Linked DNA regions of Athene noctua: region 1 is linked to region 2. The links are chromatin contacts, called in public Hi-C maps. All regions are on one chromosome and are shown on one strand. The core of a region is the stretch at or near the end of the contact, and the rest is flanking DNA. Distances in the headings are between cores, read along the strand shown.

Region 1 (5,436 bases), core at 1,948-4,447, 140 kb after region 2:
AAATCAGTATTTCTCCAAGAACCAAGAGATTTGCATTCTATTCCTCATTTCGCCTCTAGCTTTCCAATTTCAGAAGGATTACTTAAAAAAAAATGGTAACCCTAACCTGCTATTACTTCCCTGAGACAATATAAACTTCCTTAGAGATGAGATGGAAAAGAGGAAAAACATAAAAATAAAATCAGGCATGGTTTTACTACCAAATACTGCATACACTGATAGTGATGAGTGCTGCAATACAGATATTAGGGGAAGGTTAGCACTGTTATGTAAAAGAGTCAAGCTATTACACAAAATTCACTTGTACCACCTGGTTAAGTGTCATTTAATTTCTACTCCATTTTACGTTTTAGTATTTTGAGGGTGCAAAAGGGAGAGTACTATTATGGTATCAGATATAGGATAATACCTTTAAAAGGAACCAAATAAACTAGGAACTATCATTTCAGAAAATACACCATGAGTTATATGTCCAGAATCTTTAGATGTGCCCTAGAAGATAAAGGAAACTTTGCTTCCTGCCATTATCTTGTAGTTATATCTAGTATCAAGTTACACCCTGGTATGTAGTTAACAGGTAATTGGGTTAAGGAGTATACTTACTGAATTTTCTTTACACATGTTAAAGTAAATTACTTTTTTTTTTAACTCCTCAAATTTCAGTACCTTGGGGTTTGGTTTTTTTTTTAAATGTGATACTGTCCACACACAAAATAACCCAGTTGCAGTCCTTGATTAGTACAATCATCTGTAACGAACAAAGTATAGAACTGTTCTCCCTTCCCACTCCCAAGATCAAACCCAACATAAGGTTCCTCCACCCTTCCTAGAAACATATTAAGAATGAGAAAAAAAATACCTCAGGTCAAGCATAACACAGAAGTCTGATAAGAGATACAAGATCAAATTTTTCCTTCATTAAAGAAAGTGGAATGTATTCATATCACACAAATTGCTCAGGACCTTCTCCAGTTGAATTCTGCTTTTAATGTTAGGTCAGCCTTGTCTTAGGGTCCTGAGGACCCTTCCAATCTAAATTAGTTAGTGATCATTACAGAACCAACTCCCAACCCAAGCAGTTAATTACATAAGTCAACTTTGGGAACAAATCATTGGGAACTCAAGTAGAAGGCACACAGCTTAAGATAATGAAGACTCAAAAATGTATGTAGAAAAGAAACCCTAAAACTGTAGGCTGTGCATAAAAAGTAAGCTAGGAAGCAAGAATGATTGGTTTACACCTTCACAGAAGCAACTGCAGAAGGGAAGGAAGAACGACGATGCTCACAAGTTCTTCAACTCACATGGAAAAAAACTCATTTAAAGTAAGATCACGTTTTTTTGTTTCACTTGTGCTGCAGCAAACCCTTTGTCAAGTGGCTAGATGTATCATCACACATGAAACAGTTGACCTGGGAACGCAGTGCAAAGCAGCTACTTTTTAACCACAGCATAAGAGTGATTACTTGATCTGTTTAGTGTCTTTTATGTCCTTTAATAGAAGGTCAGAAGTAAAATTGATTATAGCTGTGGATACTATATGCTGTCTGTGTCTTCCAAACACATGAAGCTTTTACTTCACAGAAAATATTTTCTGCTGTTCTAAAGCTACAAAAGTCAACAGGAAGTGCCATCTCAAAACCTTCTGCAGCTTACAAAAAAAGTTGCAGATGTTCTTTAAAAGCACATTTAAGCTGTGCATTCTTATGATTCAGTATAAAATGTGATCACTTCATACTCTATACAAGAAAATACACATAAACCAATCGTTTGTTCATACTGAACAAGTCTTCTATTTAAGACACCATTTAATAAGATGTAATTCGTCTTAAGAGATCTTCTCCACCTTATAAACAAATCTTACAGAGCTAGATACCCTTCTCCTAGCTCAATCACACTTTAAGCCATTTAACTGGTCACGCAGCTGTTTTTGTGGGTTTTTAAAATAACAATCTTGTTAAACTAGTTTGAGCTAATGTAAAAATATATCTAGGCTAACTTTATACTCGTGTTTTGTGTAAGCAGTTAAACGGGGCAAATGTACTCCATACAGCATTAAAGCGTATTGGCAAGAATCTCCGGTGATCACTTTAAGAGCGCAAAACACACCAGATCACAACACTTACTTTTCATAGACCAGTTCCTCATCGGTACAGAAGTAGTGGGTATTTACGGTACTCTTCGGTTTACTTCGTAAAGTAGCAAAGTACAACCGATCTGAAAGACAGAGGAGGGCAACGGCGTAGGACGGACAAAGCAGATCGCCGCCGACCCGCGGCACGGCTGTCACCCCGCGGGCCCGTCCTGCCCCGCCGCCGCCCGGGAGCGGAAGCGGCACCGCTGCCCCTTTTTCTCCTGCGTGCGCGGTGGCGGGAGCGCGAGTCCCGCTCCGCCTGCGGGCCCTGCCCACGGGGACCCCCCGCCCCGCTCCAGGCAGCCCTCGGGAGAGACTTCAGGCGGGCGGGGGCCGTGCCTGAGCCAGCACGCCGCAGCACATAGCAACAGGTGCTGGCCCCGCTTCTTACCGGAAAAGAGAGGAGGAAGGAACCGCTGAGGCGCGCCCCGCAGCAGCCGGGGGGCAGGCAGCTCGCGAAAACCGCAGGGCGAGGGGGGCACGCAGCACAGCCCGCGGGGCTGGGGGAGGGAGGCGGGGAGGCCGGGAAAGACGAAGCCAGCGGGTTTCCTTTCCGCGGGAGGCTCCGGCGAGCGGGCCCCCCGCGGCCAGGGGCCGGAGAGTCCTCCCCGGCCCCTTCTCACCTTTCACGAACTCCGAAGCTCCCCCCAGCACTTCGGAGGCGGCTGCCGCCGGCTCCATCTTAAACAGGGCGCGGAGCAGCGAGGCGCGGGGCGGCTCCGAACTCATGGCGCTCCCGGGCAGCCCCGGCAGGGCCGGGGCGCGCTCGCTGGTAAGGCACCGGCTGCCCGGAAGGGCCGCCCGCCCGAGGCCACGCCGCTGGGAGCGCCGCTGCCGCAGCCCGCATAGGAACGGGAGCGGAGAGGAGAGCTAGCTCCGGGACACGGCGAGCGGGAGGGCGGGCGGGCGCCCGCAGGGACTTCAAGCTCCACCCCGCCCCCAGCCAGGAGACGCCCCCGGAGCAGAGGCAGCGGGCGGTTACCAGGCGACCGGCGGCGCTCTAGCAACCGCGTTACCGAGCCTTTGTTTCGCCCGGCCCAGGCGTGCGAGTGTCCGGCGCCCCCGGCCCGGCGGCCCCGCCCTCCGCCTCCCCGCCCGCCCGCCCGCCGGGCAGCGGCTTTGCGCCCGGCACAGCCCCGCCCGCCGCCCTCGCCTTGCTCCCCCGCCCCCCCCCCGCCCCGACGTTTCCTGCTCCCCCCCGCCCGAGGGCGGCCCGTGGCAGAAGGCCCCGGGGAGACAGAGGCGGTTTCGAGGTCCAGCTCGCAGGGCCTGCGGCGGCGGGAAGCAGACCCGAGCCGGAGCGAGCGCCCCTGCAGCGCGGGTCCCGCTCGGGAGGGAGGTGAGCGCGCCGCGCGGGCGGGGCGGGGCGGGGCGGGCGGCCGCCCCAGAGGAGAGAGAGGGAGCGGGGCGGGGCGGGGCTCTCTCCCCTGGCTGGGACACTTACTCGCAGGGCCCAGCCCGGCTGGGTCGGCACCGCCATTTAGCCTGACAGACAAACCGACTCACCAATGACAAGCTGCGTTCTTACGTCTCCAGCCAATGCGCGCGCGGTGCCTGGCGAAAAGAGCGCAGCTCTCCCCAGCGGAGCCTCGGCGCCAGCCGCTGCGCGGGAGCTTCCTTTCCCGTCCCCCGGGGTTTCTCTCACCGGCTGGGTCGGTCCCTCCTCCCTCCCACCGAGGAGTTGTATCTGCCGGGCAGCGTCGTCTGCTGGGGAGAACTGAGGGGAAGCGTGATCTCGGAGAAGCCGCTTGCGAATGGGACAGGACGACGCGCACCCCTGCCCCAAGGAAGTCTCTTAACGCACTGGTTTGAGGTGTGGGCTCTCGCTCTTCCCGAGAAGTCATCCAGCCATGAGGAGTTTCATGTATGCTTCGAAGGCTGTGGTAAAACCCCACAAAATTACTCGTAGCTTGATGCTTAAAAAAAAAAAAAAAAAAAAGTGAAAGACTGACTTCCTGGTGGTCCATGTTAGCTTGCAGTCTGCAATTAACTTACTACCAAAGAAACGAAGTGTTAGAAATGCTCTTCTTCTACCACCCTTCCCTTTAGAAAGAATACGTGCCAAAGAGCAGATGGTCCATCTCGTTTTTACAACTAAACAAGCAACAGGTTGCAAAGGAGAGGTACCTTGAGATTCTTCCCCAAAACAAAAAAAAAACCACCCTTGAAACACCTTAAAAAGACATAATGCAAAGCAATATGCAGCCCTGAGGCTGCATTATTATTACCATGTTTTCCTAAATAACCTACTGTAACTACCAGTTCATGTAATTAATTCTAGTGTGTCTGCAGATGAGGCTAAACACGTGTGAAGCACTTGACTCTTCAATTTTTAATCTAGTGTCATAAGCAATGGATAACCTTTAAAGCCTTACAAATATGTTGAAGTACTACAGAAAATACTTTTCCTGTGCAATTGTAGTTGCTTATTTATTTTTGATATTGGTTCTAATAATTTGTACCTATGTTTTTACATTAATCTTTTTTCATTTTTTTCATAGCTCCAGAACTAACATTCCTAAATATGACCCTCTTTGGGCCTGGTTTTGTGAACTTAGGTAATAAACCTCATTCTCAGTAGTAAATACTATTCCATACAAGATGCTTGCAAGACTGAGTCTTCTGTAACAGCAAACTAAGTAAAGGTGCTTGGAGGGTACTTGCTTTTCATAGAAATCAATGTTTATAGTTTCCTATATTGTTCTATAGGACTTTCACTTGTCTTTAACATACTGCATTTTTTAATTTACAAGTAATTCTCTAAGGTGTAACATATCCTGTGTAAGAAGAGAGATACCAGCGTATTTTCTCCAGAACTTGTTTTTTAGCTCAAACTTTTGCTACAGTCTGTGCTGCATGCTACTAGAGGGGAGTTTGTGTGAACGTACTCACATTAGCTTTATCTAAGGTCTCTTGGGCAACAGAAGCATAGATGGAGCAGGAAACTGGCTAGCTATCCCGTACCTAGAATCCCTAGGTACATAGTTTGTGTTAAAGCCCATTATTTGTAAATCCATCTAGCTAGGCTGGAAAATCTAGGAGGTAAACATGACTAGAAACAACTGAATGTTGTTTTGTGTACAGCTTATATACCTTTTTGCAAAATTACAGATATTGTTTTGGTTGCATGCAAGTTCTCATTTGTGACAATTAGCCAGAGCCTCTGTAGGCATAGAAAATACTTAATCTTTCTCTTCTTTCCTGTAAGAACATGTACAAAATAACCTCCATGGTTTTTTTCAGTTCTAGTATTGTCTCATAGCTTTTAGTATGATTATCTAATGAATTTCACCTTGTACAAT
Region 2 (5,478 bases), core at 2,622-5,121:
TTGAGTTACTTTTCAGCTGCCTGCTACTAAAGATTGTATCTACTGATCCAGAATAAGTATTTTTCTAATTCCTATACTGAACAAACAGTAAATCCTTTTCATTAGTCCTCCCATTTTCCCTATTAAAAAAATCAAGTAAAATGGTAACTTTAAGCTATGACAAATCTTATTAACCCATTTAAAATTCTTATTCAATTACAAAACTGGTATATAATGTACATCCTCACAAGCCTATTCTGTTTTTAATTCTGTTTTTCTTCCCACCTGAGTCCATAGTTACTTTTTTTTGGTCCAGCAAGATCTTTTTGTCTCAAATTTACAATAAAACTCTTTTCTCTTTATATGACCCTACATGAAAAACACTTAATATTTACCTGTGAAGATGATCACAAGAAGCACATCAAATCTCTGAACTATTTCAAAATGTAAAGTTGCATATTGCTTTCCATGTGTGTTTAACATTTGGTAATCAATGCAGGTAGTGGTTTAGTAATGTCACCGCCAAAAAACCAGACTGTTTTTGTTACAAAAGAGTTTCAGTGCTGTTTGAAATTATATTCGTAGGAATAATTCAAAACTACTGCATTTTTAAAAAATGGAATCTTTTTGGTTTGCAGTTTTACACATTCTCTATGAAAAGTTGGTGTGCTAGTATATTAAAGCAATAACACAGTTCCCAATCTGTTCATAGAACAAGGGGAATTCTAAACAGGGGAAAAATTAAAATTCATTAAATAAAGGCTCTGTGCTTATTAATTGCAGTATTTAATCTCCATAATACTATTTTCTGTGTAATGCCAAATAAGGAAATAACAAAAGCATATAAAAGATAAAATTAGTTTTCTACGTATCTCAATGTCTGGAAAAATATAGTAATAAAAAACCAACAGGCACAGTACTAGCAGCTATGTCTATGTCACCACTATTACACTATATGACAACTTAAAAGCAATAATGCCAGAGTAAGAGAACACTTTTCCTTCAGAGTGCAGAGTTAGCGTGGGGAGAAGAAACTGAGGACTCACTCCAGTCTCTCACTGATACTGAGGCTGTATCAGCCACTGATACCTGGTTGACTAAGACTTGTGGTTTGAATCAAGACAGCATGGGAGCTGTCTGCTACTTGGGGGAGAACTGCCTTGTCTCTGTTTAGTTCAGTTTTGGTTGTTCCCTTAAAAGAAGCCAACTGTGCTTTTCTAAATCAATACTGATCTAAAAAATCTACCATTAGCCTCAGAAGGAAATGTTTTTATGCAGCCTGCAGGCAACTGATTACCTGATGAAGTAACACTGAATTCCAAAACCAAATTGAATAGTTTGTGCTCAAAGGCAATGACTTCTCATTAAAGGATACTCCTCTATACAACTCTGACTTGCTGTCACATCAAGTCATTTTAATGGACATTTACTCACACTGGATTTGTTTTGCATACATATTCTGTATCTCCAAGTACAGAGCTGCCTATATATTAACTGAACCAATGTCCTTGGTTGCACGTTTCAGTCAGACATTATTCCTCACCTAAGTAACTCGCACGATGTCCTATTGTCGGAGTAACTGTTATTTCCCTGCTACTTAACACGATGACTCCCAAGCTCCTTTCTTTTCTTCTTCACAACTTACAGCCCCTTGGACAACCAATATTACACTGTCCTTCATCTTGCTAGCCAAAGTGTTTGCAAAGGCATTGAGAATATTAAAATAAAGCCATTTAATATTATAATAACCATATTACTTCTTGGAACTTATCACTGTTTCACAGTAGATGGTCACAAGAAGAATTAGTACCTAGTTCAGCATACACATAGATAAGATGAGCATTTTCATCTTATCAGAGTCTCCCTCTGGGTTTAAGAGTAGATGGTTTAGTTAAAGAGAAAACTAAAAATAAGCTGCTATTTTCAATATTCTTAATTAGTAGAAAATTGCTTGTATGTAGCCCAAAGTTAGATAATTACAAAAGCATCACTGAAAAAATGCCTCTCACTACTGTGCTTTCAAAATACAATATGGATTATTATTAAGAGCAAAAATAATAATAGAAACTGGAACTGATCCTTAATTTTGCTTTCACTTGGACTATCTTACAAAAAGATGTTTCTTTTCCCTGACATTCCACAAAAGAGCAGCCACAGAACTGGAAACCAGCACTCTTCACTACAGCGGGAAGACTGTGATACAAGGCAGGAGAAAGCATAAAGTCTTAATGGTGGCATATGTTTATAAGATTGCAGGTGTCCTAAAAGGCAACCAACTAGATTCACTTTTTGAAGTATGATATCTCAACTACTTAATTAACAAATGTCAAGGTTCCTGGGATTCAAAGAAACACGTTTCCCCTTTCTGTGTTTACGTAACTACACCGTCCCTGTGCAGACACGGTATGCAAAGGGGGCTGATGCACGGGCGGAGGAGCGGGGATGGCAGCGGAACGTAGAGGCGATGCAGTGAACCAGGCGGCTGAGAAGCAAGAGAAGAGAAGGGTGCCAGCGCCTTATGACAGGAGGCACACGCACAGGGGGAAGACGTTCCGGGGGCAGCAGCGTGGGGCGGAGGAGGTCTGACTGGGGGCCCCTGGGGAGCGAAGCCATCCTGAGCCCCCGGGAGCAGCGGGCGGGCTCCGCCGGCACGGCGGCAGCACGGGGCGTGCGGGGCCGGGCGCCCTCGGCTGCGGGACACACGGTCACCCGCGCCGCGCGGGGCAGCGCTGCCCGCTCGGAGGCGCGGCTGAGGCGGCCGGGCGGGCTGAGCGGAGGCGGGGAGGGCAGGTCGGGCACGGCCCGCCCGCAGGCGCGGGGGGAGGCGGCGGCCGGCAGGGCTGAGGGGAGGCGGCAAGCGCGCGAGCGTGTCCTGCCCGCGCCGAGGGTCTGCCGCGGTGCGCGCTCGCTCCCGGCTGCAAGGAAGCCGCGGGGCTCCAGGATGCCGCCGCCGCGGCGAGGGGGCCGCGCGTTGTCCGCCCCCTCCCTGGCTAACCGGGAGCGCCACCCCCCGCGGGGTCCCCGGCTCCCCTTACCAGGCGCCCCGCCGCTCGGCAGCTGCTCCTCAGAGCGGTCACGGCCGCCATCTTACTCCGGGAAGAGGCAGCGCCCACGCCCCGCACACCTCCCACTCACCAGCCAACCGCGGGCAGCCGCGCCGGCCGCAGCCAACCAGGCAGCGGGCGGCAGCCCTGGGCCGGGGCCAGGAGGGCAGCGCCGGGGCCGGGGCCGGCGCGGGGAGGTAGCGGCGAGCCGGGGCCACCGCCCGGGGAGCGCAGGCGGCGCCTCGGAGCCGCCACACGCCCACGGGAAGTAACGGGAGAGCGTCGCCTGTCCCGAGCGCCGCCCGGGGGTTCCAGCAGCAAAGGCGGTGGCGGAGGGAGTGCGGCTGCTCTTGGCCGAAGCAGCGCGAAGGGCCCGGCCCTTCCCCGTATGGCGGTAATAAAGTCCCGAGTGCGGCTGCCAGGCCAACACGCGTACGTCTCTCCGTGCTTTTTTTAGCGATCTCGCTTCTGGAGGAACCAGTCGCTTGTAACCCGTGGCGGCGGGAGTCCGGCCGCTCTCCCCCGGCCGGCAGCGGCAGCATAGGGCGGCGCGGCGTTGACGCCCCAGCCTGCGGGGTGCCGCGTCTGTCACCGCCGCGGCCTAGCGGGTCCCGTGGCCATGCGTTGCCTCCTCCGGGACGCCGAGCCGCCGCTGCTCTGCCCTGTGCCGGGATGCGCTCGTTAACGCGGGCGGAAGGAGGCTCTCCCCGCCCGCTACGCGGCTGCCCGGGCACTGGGACCCGGCGGCTGCTCCTCAGGCAGCGGAGCCGCCCCTGCCAGCCCACGGCGGGCGGGCGGGCGGGGAGGTGGCTCCGCTCTGCGCCTGCTCCGGCGCTGTCGCCCGGTCCAGGCACCGGCAGGCTGGGGCGCCGCCGACCCCGGAGCGCATCTTGGGCGCCGTCCCGTCGGCAGGCGTTCGCGGCCCCGGGGGGCTGTTTCGCCGGGGGCTCTCCGTCTGCAGGGACCCGCCGGGACCCCATCGGCGCGGCAGGGGCCTCTGCGAGAGACGGCTCCGCTCGCCGCCGGTCATGGACGGGGACAGGGTGGAGATAGACGGCGGGATCATGGAGGGGGTGAGCACCGGCGGGCGGCCTCGCCTCGCCTCGCCCCGGGCAGCGGTGGCAGGCGGGCCGGTAGCGGCCGGCTGGGCGGGAAGTGCCGTGGCGGCCGACCAGCGCCGTTTCTCGCGTTGCAGGGCGGGCAGATCTTGCGAGTGTCCACGGCCCTGAGCTGCCTGCTGGGCCTGCCGCTGCGGGTGCGCAGGATCCGCGCCGGGAGGAGCCAGCCCGGCCTCAGGTACGGCCCTTGCCGCGGCTTCGCGTCGGCTCGCCTGTCCCGGGGCGCGGCGGTGTCCGGGCGCGCTCAGCGGGGGCGCGGTGCGGCGTGGGTGAGGCCCTGCCGGGCCCGGGGCGCAGCCGTGCGAACGCCTCGGCTGGCTTTGGTCTGGAATGCTTCCAAAAGCAAACCCCGTGTTTCCATCGCTTTAAGAGGGCCTTTGTGTCAGAAAGCCCCGCCTGTGCTCGCTTCCCTGGAGGGACCGAGGCGGAGGAGAGCTCGGGGATGAAGCGGGAGCATTGGGAGCCCTCCGCCCGCTTCCTCTCGGCGCAGGTGAGGGCGCGGCCCCTGTCAGGCACCGCGGATTTAGGGAGCGTCTCCAGAATCCTTTCGAAGGTTCAAAGCAGACTGCACGCTATGAAACGTGAAATACGGTTGAGGTCACATAATGCCTCAGCAAAACGTGGTTCACCGAGCGAGCGTACAGTGTTAAGAACAGTTCATCTCTTTCCTATTTAAATTACTCAAACAAATGGAAACGCCAGCACAGCAGGACAGATAGGTAGCTCAGCTGTGAGCTCTCTTGTGGCTCCGGCAACCAGTATCTGGCTTGGCTCCAGTTCACCATTGCCATCGTTATCCCACTGCATTTTTGTCCAAGCATCTATTGCATTAGGACAGGCGACTGCTCCTGCACCTCATCTGTCTGTCTGGACCCATTCCAGTGGAAAACAGACCAGAATCCTTCACATTCCAGGATGGTCTGAATGCTGCTCCTTTGGCTCCTGTGAACTCAGGAGAAGTACTGTAGGAACCAGCTCGAATTTCTGATCTTTGTTTGATCTGAAATTTGCAATTGTAGTATTTATTAGTTTGTGTTTAGTAGTTCATTTAATCTAATCTGAGTACGTAGTATACTTGCATGTATCTTTAACTTCATATTGTCATTCCAAGGCCTCAACATCTGTCTGGATTGGAGATCATTCGAGATCTATGTGAGGGGAAGCTGGAAGGTGGAGAAATTGGCTCAACAGAAATAACCTTCACTCCTGGGAAGATCAAAGGCGGAACCCACGTAGCAGATACAAAAACAGCAGGGTATGTCTTTGTACACGGATAATGACTGACCAGTAACTGCTCTTAGCTGCTTTTGTTAACTTTGAAATTACGACAGAAGATG

Evidence for each region. Hi-C and Micro-C count contacts between places; a contact is called where the count stands out from the background.
Region 1: a Hi-C map of heart shows a contact between it and region 2, with 4 times the contacts expected there. The contact joins the promoter of CDC14A here to the promoter of RTCA in region 2. A contact is called at or near these places in 2 of 2 Hi-C or Micro-C datasets (heart and liver).

The regions. Positions count from the first base shown.
Region 1 is chr5:21,991,211-21,996,646 of bAthNoc1.hap1.1, forward strand. CDC14A (cell division cycle 14A) reads right to left here and starts at 3,198. Exons shown (of 17, transcript XM_074906660.1): 1 at 2,758-3,198; 2 at 2,127-2,217. The coding sequence starts at 2,863. EXTL2 (exostosin like glycosyltransferase 2) reads right to left here. Exons shown (of 6, transcript XM_074906670.1): 6 at 4,083-5,436. It overlaps LOC141960723 (a long non-coding RNA gene), which reads left to right and starts at 3,360. Exons shown (of 3, transcript XR_012633685.1): 1 at 3,360-3,473.
Region 2 is chr5:21,845,699-21,851,176 of bAthNoc1.hap1.1, forward strand. It overlaps RTCA (RNA 3'-terminal phosphate cyclase), which reads left to right and starts at 3,872. Exons shown (of 11, transcript XM_074906659.1): 1 at 3,872-4,096; 2 at 4,219-4,319; 3 at 5,253-5,396. The coding sequence starts at 4,052. DBT (dihydrolipoamide branched chain transacylase E2) reads right to left here and starts at 3,196. Exons shown (of 11, transcript XM_074906657.1): 1 at 3,015-3,196. The coding sequence starts at 3,065.